2 separate regions of the Mus musculus genome follow, and region 2 is linked to region 1. The links are chromatin contacts, called in public Hi-C maps. All regions are on one chromosome and are shown on one strand. Each heading gives the region's core, a stretch centred on a gene start, on an enhancer-like site or on the middle of the called end of the contact. The rest is flanking DNA. Distances are from core to core; before and after follow the strand shown.

Evidence for each region. A called contact is a pair of places that touch in the nucleus more often than the background predicts.
Region 2: a contact with region 1 is called in a Hi-C map of epiblasts, with 2.1 times the contacts expected there. The contact joins two enhancer-like sites. A contact is called at or near these places in 9 of 39 promoter capture datasets (the 3T3-L1 cell line, 3T3-L1-derived adipocytes, cranial neural crest and 4 more), 3 of 15 datasets of contacts at CTCF or cohesin (the NIH/3T3 cell line, pro-B cells and stem cell-derived epiblast-like cells), 8 of 484 Hi-C or Micro-C datasets (embryonic stem cells, epiblasts and extraembryonic endoderm stem cells), 10 of 115 datasets of contacts at active chromatin or transcription factors (craniofacial prominence, embryonic forebrain, embryonic hindbrain and 5 more) and 1 of 9 other capture datasets (embryonic stem cells).

What each region holds. Positions count from the first base shown.
Region 1 is chr12:118,506,425-118,511,814 of GRCm38.p6, reverse strand. No RefSeq gene overlaps it. Among named protein-coding and RNA genes, the nearest start is that of Gm25577, 4.1 kb to the right of the region's middle. Within about 2 kb of position 3,259, at least 8 of the 459 cell types and tissues checked have an H3K27ac peak or open chromatin away from gene starts, as enhancers often do. A contact at or near this core is called in epiblasts, where this site is marked.
Region 2 is chr12:118,853,239-118,858,628 of GRCm38.p6, reverse strand. No RefSeq gene overlaps it. Among named protein-coding and RNA genes, the nearest start is that of Sp8, 8.7 kb to the right of the region's middle. Within about 2 kb of position 2,233, at least 45 of the 459 cell types and tissues checked have an H3K27ac peak or open chromatin away from gene starts, as enhancers often do. A contact at or near this core is called in epiblasts, where this site is marked.

The DNA of each region.
Region 1 (5,390 bases), core at 2,010-4,509:
GAATGGTTGAGCTGCAGACAGGTTATCTATCTTAAATGTCACCCACTGTCCTGTCAATAGGCAGGGACAAAACAAACAGATGGCTGAAGAATGGGATGGAGGATGGAGGGAGGGCAGATGGGGAAGGAAGCCACTTCCTGCTGATGTTCAGCTCGTGGTTGGAGCAAGTTGTATGTGCAGAATCCTGCAGGAAAAGTTTACAGGAGTTAGACTTTGGGAAGCACTGTGAGATTGGATTACATCTTTACAATAATTGTTCACATAAATGGACTTAGCACAGAGGAGAAGCCTATATTGACTTTCTGTTTCCCCAGAAGGGGGAGGAAAGTACTGCACAAGCTTTTCTTTAACTTACAATGGCAATCTTCTAATAGCAGCACTGACTAGCTCCAAAATACAGGATTCAGAGGTTGATAATCATCTTTGGGCTCTGGTTATTACATGCAATTTCTCACATTCATTCAGCTTTCTTCATATACCTCTTACTAAAGCGACTCCCTTAACAATGAAAGCTTTTATGGAGCCCATTACACTGGAGAGCTAACCACTTCTGGGTTTCTTTCTTTCTTTCCCCCCCCCCCCTTTCCTCCTTCTTCATCTTCTTTTATTGGCTCCCAGGAATATTTATGGCTGTCTTTGTTCTCACTGCAACACTATGCCTCTGGCTGTGTGTGGTCACTTCTGTGGTTCTTCTTGTTGCTATTTGACGTGTAATAGATGTGTACGTTGATGTTCGGGTGGCACCCTCAATGTAGACATTTCTGTTTTATCTTGTCATTGATGTTTTGGCCCTACAAAGTTTGCTCCCTTCTTGAAACTTTCTCTTGCAACCACATCATGTAAAACTAACTCTCTGTTCTGTTTCCTCATGAACACAAGAGTCCCCCGAGGAAGGGGTCCAGCAGAGAACAAAACTCTCTTTCCTAGGCACAGAGTGAACAAATTAAGTTCCCTGGTAGTGTCAGGAGTAGATTTACGTCAGACAACGGAACAAGGAAATGTGGTCTTCAAGGACAGTGGACACAGGGGCTGTGCATGGGTGAGGAGAGGTGTGTTCTCTTGCTGTGCTCAACGACATCCCTTATTGAATCAAAACAGAAAATAGAAGGAAGGAAGGAAGGAAGGAAGGAAGGAAGGAAGGAAGAAAGAAAGAAAGAAACAAAGAAAGAAAGAAAGAAGAAAGAAGAAAGAAAGCAAACATGACTGGTCCTGGGTTTCTGCTCCAGGTAAATTGGAAGAAAACAGAGAAAGAGAGAAAGGAAGGGAGGAAGGAGGGAGGGAGGGGAGGAGGGAGGAAGGAAGGAAGGAGAGGGAAGAGAAGGGGCATGGCTGCTGTCCCTAGGTATGGTGGAGGAAACATTTTAATGTGCCAGATGTGGGAGAGCATAGCCAGAGGCAGGGACATCTGGGGGAGTCCAGAGTGGACATGACCTTGAGCCACATAGGGAGATGGGGAAGGAAAGTGAGAGGGGAGAGCAAGGGAACCAGGTGCAGCAGCCAGGAGGCCAAAGAGGGCGGGTAACCAAGATGGCTGGATTATATAGGGAAGAACCTCTGAGGGTTTGGCAGCTCAGCTCACAGGCTGGAGAAGTTCAGGGTGGAGGGCAGCATATACCAGCCAGGAGAACCCTATAACAGGTGCAGGAAGAACCTGGCAGCCAGATCCACTTTGATAATTTAAATAGACACCTCAGTCATCTGTCCCGGGTTTGAGACCTAACACTTAGAGGTTGTAGCATTGGTGTTCGAGTCTCCAGTGCACACTGAGCTTGCCTTGCCTTTCTAATTGCTGCTGGTAGCCAGTCCTCTAGAAAAAAAATAGTGTGATCTGCTGACTCCAGATCTTGCTTAGCCTCAGTTTCTACACCTGTGAAATGGGACCAAAGTATTTCCATCACAGATTTAGTTGGTGGGTTGGGTTGGAATAATACAGCAAAGCAAAGGCTTAAAGCCCACCTGAGCTTTAAGCCGAGTAAGAGCTCTGAATTCTTTGTTCATCCCGGGCTGGACTTTCAGCTCCACGAAGGAACACACGTGGCTTGCTTTACTCAGTGCAGTATCTAAATACCTAGAAGTCAGCTGGTGCAAGGAGTATTTATTGCAGTCATTCAGCACCAGTTAACCAAAGAAACTTGATTTAAGCCTAAGGAAGCCACAAGCCTTCCACAGGACCTGGAGTCCCATTACAAAGCCATCTGTGGAGGAGTCAGTAGAAAGAATTTCAGGGGGCTCCACCCCCAAATATTACTTAAAACAGTGCATAAAATAACACAGAGCTCACATTGTTTTGCTTTTCTTTTTGGCCTCACATCCACACAGGCCTGCTTGCTTGATTGCTCAATTCTGCTTTGCCTGAAGCTGTTTCTTTCATTTCCTCCACAGCAGGGACAGCAGGGGTGAGGGTGTCCACTGTGGCATCTTCGTGTAGCTTCTGTCCTATGTACTGAGACAGGTAGGAACAGAAAACTTTGTCCAAGAAATGTAAGGGAGCCAGATCCCTTGGCTTTTCAGACACTTCAACCCTGGCTTCTCCTCCTTATTGTGTTAATATGCACTATGTTAGTACGGTACTCTTTCTGAATTTATTTCAACAGATGCCCTGAAGGCACGTGCAGCAGGTGGCAGGTGCGTGTGTAATTTTCTTAACCTGTAGTTTCACTTCCCTAGGGATCTCTGCTTTCTTCATGGTTACTTTAGACTACTGAGTGAGTTAACACAAAACTTGACCCCTTGTGTTCCTCTGCACAGTCAGCTCCATGAGGGATCCACAGGTGGCTGTGCTGGTGATAGAGAGGAACAGAAATGCTTAGAGTTGACATAGCCTACCTGAGGACTTGCTCTGGGACCCCCGTTCCCTCCGGGAAGCTCCCTTGGATATATGCTGTGTGGGTCAGCAGGTACTCTGTCGTTTAGCCTGGTCCAGCTCAAGCTGGCAGCTCCCCATGTGCGTCAGCTGTGGAGAATGTTGTCATTAATGTAGAGATCAAGGACATAGTGCAGTGTTTGTCCATGCCGGGGAATCTATAAGCCATGGACTGCTTCACTCCAGCTACGGACATCCTCACCATGGACATCTTGCTTCTTTAGGTGCTGAGAAGGAAACAGGTAGGTCTTTACTGAGTGCATCTGGTGTCATGGGTTGTTAGCATAAGCAACGAATGCAGAAGAACCACTGGCTCATTCTCTGCTCACCTCTCAGGAGCTGACACTTAGTCACCTCAGTGAACAGGAAAGTTTCGTGCTGCTGAGCTGCTCTGCGGCTTCTGACGTGCACCAACGTACAGGCAGAGCAGAGGAGGGACGCAAGAAGCAGGCGCTTCACTCCCCAGACAACAGAAATGTGTGTTTTCAGAGGGAGATTACATTCATTCAGTGAGAAGGGTCTTTCTTGTGTCAGGAAAGACAGAGGTGGAAAGTCTGGGATGTGGAGAAGGTGGAGAAGATGCAGCATGATTTGCCTTCCTGGAGTGGCCAAGGACACCCTCAGGAAACCACAGCCTTGGGGTTCAGGATTCATGCTGTTAGAGGAAACCTGACTGGAATAGCCCCGTTCACTTAGTAACCTGGGACACTGGACATTTGCTACAGCAGTAAGCACACTGGAGAAAAAGAAAGCTACAAAGCCACAGCAAAAGATCATTATGCAGGCTGCCTCCCCACTGGGCCTGCAAGATCCAGTCAGACCACTGTGCCCTCTCAGTGTGAGTAAAAGCGATCCAGTCACACCACCTCTCAGTGTGAGTAAAAATGAAGGTCAATAAAGCTTAATGAGATCTTCAAAGGTAAACCCGCTCTCACGATCTGTGGAATTACCTAGTCATCAGATGTAGAAGGGGAGACTGGAGCCATCCCAGGCTATCTCCTTCAATAATGGAAAAACGGTGTTTGCCATTATTTCCAAATCACTTCAACCTGATTTGAATAAGCACGTCGTGTCTGACCTCATAGGACAAGAAGGAAAGAATAGTAAGAAGATGCAGCATTAGTTGTTTTAATTTCTAGCAACCATCAGTTGATCATCCAGAATCTTGACCTTGAGCAGTTAGGATGATGATTGCTAACCAAGTACAATTGTGTATGTGGTGTGTATGTAAATATGCACATATGTATGCAGGTGTGAATGCAGGTGTGTATGCAGGTGTGCACACAGATGCCATGGGTCGGTCCACTTCAGGTGCCCTCCACCTTATTTTTTGAGACCTCTTCTCTTACTGAACCTGGGCTTGTCATTTCAGCGATACAGGCTGTGCATCAAATCTCTGGGGATGTGCCTGCCTCTGCCTCCCTAGCACTGGAATTAAAGGCACATATGGCCATGCTAAGCTTTTACATAAGTGTTGGGGATTTGAATTCAAGTCCTTGTGCTACCACAGCAAGACTTTTGCACATAGTGCCAAATCTTCAGCAAAGAGCAATTTTAGTTACCAAGTCATATTAGGCAAGTTATAGATACCATTGCCTTTCCCCCTGAATGTTCTGAGGACAGAGCTCTGGACTTCAGGCATGCTAAGCAAATGTCCTATGAGCTACATCCTCAGCCCTGGAGATAGTTTTGGTTATCAAATGGTGGAAGGGCACTGTTGCCAGGAAACTGACTGCTGGGTAGGAACCAGGCAGCAAGGCTCAGGAAAAATCACCAGGACTCATGATCTGGTGTAATTAGTGACAAGGTTGAGAAGTGCTGGGGTAGAGAGCAATCCAGGATAGATTAAAAATTAGTAGTGGTGAGTAACTGCAAAGGAAATTCTCAACCAGGACTTCATGTCTATTCAATGTACATGTCACCCCTCAATATTGGGGAGTGGTTTAGAACTCCCCACAGACAAGATTCCCAGACGTTCATGTCCCTCACATAAAATTCCATGGCTCATGAATAAAACATACAATAAACACGCTCTTACCCACTTCTGTGTTTATTATACCCAATGTAAATGACATGCAAATGTAACAAATTTTTAGAGAATAATGATGAAGCAAACTGTACATTTGTTGATAAAATTTTATTATTATTTTTTAAACAAAAATCTCATATACCCAAGGCTGGCCTCAAACTTGTGATTTCCTTCCATTCATGTACTGAGGTTATAGGTGTGCACCAGTGTACCTAGCCAGGTGTAATCAAACAATATTTTTTGTATATATCGTGCATATTGGATGTGTGAGTGGGGTATGCAGAAGTGTGCACAGATGCATGCACATGAATGCATATGCAAAGGCCAGAGGAGCATCAAGCATTTCCTCTATCACTACCCACCTTTTTAAAAAAAATATTATTTAATGTATATGCGTACACTGAAGCTGTCTTCAGACTCACCAGAAGAGGGCATCAGATCCCATTACAGATAGTTGTGAGCCACCATGTGGTTGTTGGGAATTGAACTCAGGACCTC
Region 2 (5,390 bases), core at 984-3,483, 350 kb before region 1:
ATTTTAAAATATCCATGGTTTCAGAGCATAAAATAACAAAAGAAGTCACAGCTCTAAGCATCATTTCTCGTCCACCAGGAATCTACCACCATCTTATTGTGAAAGTAGCTCCCTGCAAAGCGAGTAGAATTTTAAGAATGGAAAAACTTCACTCAATCTGACTTTCAGGGTATTCATACTAAAACACACAAGTAAACATGTCACTGGCAATACATCTCATTTAATAATTACATACTAAGTAAAGCATGTCATGTCTCCTACAAAGTGTATATAGCAGAATGTGTATAGCACGATGCTTGTTCTGAAAATATTTATTAAGTGGTTTAATTGCTCTCCAGTCATTAATACAACACTTAACTGTGATACTGCCTAAAATATGTTAATGCCAAGGACATGGGAATTGTAATATATGTGTGTACCTTCCCCAAACTTAACTCCCACCATTTTAAGTAAAATAGTTATTCTTTGGAAGAAATAACCAAACTGACTTTATTTCAAAGTATAAAAGTTAATAAATTGTAACCCAATACAGCTCACTCTAATTAAAGTTGAGACATTCCTAACATAATGCTACAAAGATTATTTTCCAACAGCGAAGAAGTTCACATGTTTAACTCAACCATCTTGTTAAAACACCACTAAATCAATGAATATATCTTTTAACTACATTTCCACCAGCCACAACGATCACTGTTGGCTGAAGTGAATAGAAAAGAACCAACTTAGGGAAGGGGTGGGAGTGGAGGAACTGAAGTAAGAAACAGGTATGCAAGAGAAATGAGTACTTATCAACGTAGGAACAAGAACACAGCTTCCTGAAGTGATGAGAAATCTGATGACAGGGTCCCTGGGTAATTAGGGTCATTAAACTGGGTGTAGAATTGGGCAGTACAAATCCTTTACTTTCAGCTGAATTAGACAATTACTTGAACTCTGAGAATGGGGAGACCATCTACTTTTTTTTTTTTCCTTCTGTTTCAGGGCTTAAAATGAACTGGCCAAAAACTTGAAAGCTGGAAGGATTGGTAACCCAAGGTGAAATATTGAATGTTTCCAACACTCGCACCGAGTTCAGGGTGAAGTGAGCATGATGTAAATCAATTCATTGTTTGAGCCCTTTCAAATGGGTTGCCAAGAGAGGAGAGAAAACTTGATAAGCAGGCTCCAGTTTCTATGTGTTGATTTAGAAATCCTGAAGCTTGTGGGAGCTCAATTCATCTAAGGGAAGAAACTTAAAGAAAGGAAGCCAAACAAGGAAAATGGTGTGGAATGCAGCACTGGGACAAATGGAGAACAAGGAATTTTCTTAATAATAATAAAATAATAATAATACAAAAAAAGCAAGAAAGCCTCCATTGTGCTTTAAGTGACAAATTTAGAATTCTTTTATTTTTAGGTTCAAGGTCTGATTTCCTTTTGATATTAAATACCCATGACGCATTTACAGAAAACTGTTGATGATTCTTATCAAGCTTGGCAGAAGATTAAATTAAATCTCAAAGATTTAGTCCTCTTTAGTTAAGTAGCATGGAACAGCAAAGGCATTTTTTTTTTCCTTTTAACCTTCTGTAGTGGAGAACCCATTTAAATTGTGTCGGTGCAGAACTGGGTGGCTTCAAAACACCAGTGATCAGATCACCTCTTAAGAGCTCAGTTGCTCCAAGCCTCATACTTTCGGCCATCAAGAGAAATGCACTAGTTCAATAAAAGTCAAGAGAGGACTAGACCTAAATCCTAGTGAGGGCAAATCTCAGGTGGCTCTTTGTCCTGGATATGTGTGCCTTTTCCCAGAATGCTGCCCCAGCTTTTGCCGGTGTCATATTTGTCACAGCTTTAAAAAACAAAATATCTTTAAAGTATTGATTGTTTCCTTTTTTAAAAATCACCAATAAAACTTGAATGTAAGGGAAAAAATAACCCTGCTTAGCAGAGGCAAGAAAGATAAAAGTAGAAATGTCCTAGATTATCTGCAGGGGGATTTGAAAGACACTTGTGGCTTACTTGAGAAGCTTCATTTAGCATTGAACATTCTGTTCCTGGTGACAGCGCAGTGGGAATTCCCACTCCAACAACCCATGAAATGTTACTGCATAATTATTCACCTTCTGAGGCCCATTAGAACTTATCAGCAGAGAAAGAAATTTAATTTAAACTCACCCCTCTGTGCCACAGAATAGCAGGGACATGAGATCAAAGCACAAAGCTCTGTCCTTCAGTGGTTTGCAACACCTAGGCACAATAGGGTGAGAGAACGATGCATTCCAGAGCTTCCTGGCTTTCCGGACCGGAGGGGGGTGGGAGTGGGCTTGCGTCACCAGCTGGTTTCAAGGAAGAGACTGGTGCTCTGAAGGGGGAGTTGTCAATTATGTTCTAAAGCTGCGGGTGGCCACATTACTTGTACCCGCCGCTGCAAATCACTTTGCTTTACTTGTGATGGGCACTCTACACACCAAATAAAGTGTATTTTATTTCTTTCCTTCCCCCGCTATAGGTAGGGAGTCGATGGAAATAAGAATTTTTAACTACAGAAGTAACTATGAGAGCCCTGTTTTGCACAAGTGTGCATCCCATAGTGCTTCTCTGTTATTGCTTAAGAAGAGTTTCCACAAAGCCTCAGTCTGAGGGTGCCTCATACCAATACAGAATGGTCCACAGGCGCCATTAATAATCTTCAAGTTTGACCCTTGGCCAATCTCAAGGGTAAAAAGTAGATCCAAGTTAACACAAACACCCACAGGTCTGTGTCTACAAAAGTCCATGATGGGAAAAGTTTTGCCAAATGCGGGCTCTTTTCCTCAGACAGTCTGCATGCTACAGGCACATTCTCCAAATGAGGTACTCTTCCCAAATGGTTGATCTTTCTCCTGGGTCTCTTAAAATATCACCAAGATTTGGTCTGGAGAAGATTGCTAGGGTGCCCTGGTATCAAATGGGCCAAAGAATAGAGTGGAGAGCAGAGAGAATGAAAGTAATAATAATAATAATAATAATAATAATAATAATAATAATAATAATAATAAAGAGGTGGGTTTTAGGTACAAGGCTTTAAGAAAGGTTTATTTCTGCTCACGGTACCATGAGTCTGTACCTTCCTACCAACTCTCTTTTCTGCTAGGTGGCTAAACTGATTCCTAAATCTAAAAACAAACAGGCAGACAAACACAAACAAACAAAAAACCTCCGCAAGCTTTCTCTGTCAGCCAGACTCAGTGGCAAGACGGCTTAGGGGAGAGGGATGCTGAGCCCAAGGTCAGGCTGGAGAGCAGCGGGCTCGGGACTCTGCAGCGCGGTCGCGGGGCACAGGGTGGCGCTCGCTGTCCGCGCAGAAGGTGCAGGCGACTGCCTAGCCTTTGTGTGCGCCGGGAGCCCAGAGAGTCCCAACACAATCGCCACGGACACCCCAGGCTTCCACCGCTACCCGGGAGCAGCCGGCGCCGGTGCAGCTTAGCAGCTGGAAGCTTTTCTGGGACGGCTGGGGATCTTCCCAAGGGCTGCCTGCATATAAAGAACGCCAAGCCGAACGGGATGGGTTGGGGTAATAGGGGCGGCAGCGGAGAATGGCTAGGAACTCTTCCCCGGCTTCCCTGGTTGTTTCCAGAGGACCGGGAAAACTTGAGGGGGGGCGGGGCGGAGAACTCAGCAGAGCAGGCTCACTTCCAGTGAGCCTTCAGTAGAACTTAAGGCCAGAGCAGTCAAATTGGGGAGTGGATTGCAAACAAGAACCCAACTAGAAGAGCTTTAAAAGATAAGGGACTGTTTTGTAGCGAACGCATTATGCCCCAATGCCCTCCCCAAGCCCTCCTCTGTTCCCAGGGTTCTAAGAGTCCGGACTTTGCTCAGGAATCAAAGCCAATGTAGAAACCTGCTTCTCTGCTGCCAAGAGACCCCACAGAAATTAAATTAAATTAAATTAAACACGCGTCCAGGGACTAAAATAAAATACTCTTTTCCTCCCACCAGCAGCAGCGAATCAACGTTCAGCTCCCAGGGAGAGACTACAAGGTGGCCGCGCGCTCTTCCCCAGGAACCAGGGGCTAGAGTCCAGGACACCCAGGGATTACTGGCTTTCCCTTGATCCGGAAGCAGGAAATAGGGGCACAAGCAAGCATCTTGGTTTTTTTAAGTAACAGCAACCATTGTACTGAGCAAAATGATTTGGAAGACAGCACTCGGAGAGGTGCCGAATGAATCTCAAGAGTACAGCATTGCTCTCTTACACATCTCCTCTCCAAAGTCTCCAAAATCCGTCGTAGAATTTTAAGGCTACTTTGGAAAAGAAGCGCGCGGAGGAGCAGGGTACCCGAACCTGTAGTTATTTTAGTAAAATTAAGGAATAAATAGAAATGCCAGCTTAGACACAAACATTAAAGGGGGTGGGGGGCAGAAAAAGTTAAAAACATACTTATTCAAAAATATTGGAATCAAATCAGTACCTCATTTATAAGAAAAACAAATGAGTAGAATTTATCTCTATCTACTTAGGCAGCCTGATGGTATTTAAATCTACACCTTTACCCTATACATGCATGCTTTAATTTACCAGTCACCTCCCCCCCCCCATCCTCTGATTTGTGAAGCAATCTTCCATAAGAAATAAAACATTTATTCTCAATAAAATTTTTCATTCAGTAACCTAACCAAAAAATTCACCGGGAGACAAAGTGTTGATCTCTCGATCTACCTAAGAAGCAGAACTCCTGCTCATTACTGCTTAAGTGCTTATTTGGAGGCTCCTTAGCTAAGGAGCCCAACTGAGAAGTTATGCAAAGACTAGAATTAACAGGGCAGTGGAGAGACAAACCTACCCAGGAACATTGTCCAGTGTCTCCCGCTGTGGGAGAGCAACTATCACATTGGTTTAAATTAGGTATCCTGCATAGCATATCTTAGCTGATAAGTCAGCCTTCACCAAATCAGTCCCATTCCTGAGTGAACAAGCTCTTCTAAAAAGAAAGGTGATAAAGAAGCCAGGAGAAAGCAAGCAGGGTAGGGAAGTGTTGAGGGAGGATCTAGGAAGGCTGGATAGCACCAACCCTTGGGGAGGGGGTGGGGGGTGGGCGCAGTGCCTTCCCAGTCTCCGGAGGATGGGCTGATACATGCAGGCCTGACCTCTGGGTCAACAGCTAGTTTGACTCTACCTTGATCTGCAAGCCCGGAAGCTTGTCCTTTGGTTCAAAGTGACAGCTACTCCAGCTTCATGGGAGTGAATTTCTAGCCATTATCAGACTACACAGAAAAGAATCCCTTTTGTGTGTCATCTTCCTTCCTTCCCAAAGAGACATGATGTTAGTCCCCAAAGGGGGATTCTACCCGCTCTGTACTAAACTAAGTTAAAAATACTGCTAACAGAAACAAACAACAAAATACTGCTGGAGCAAAACAAACTAAAG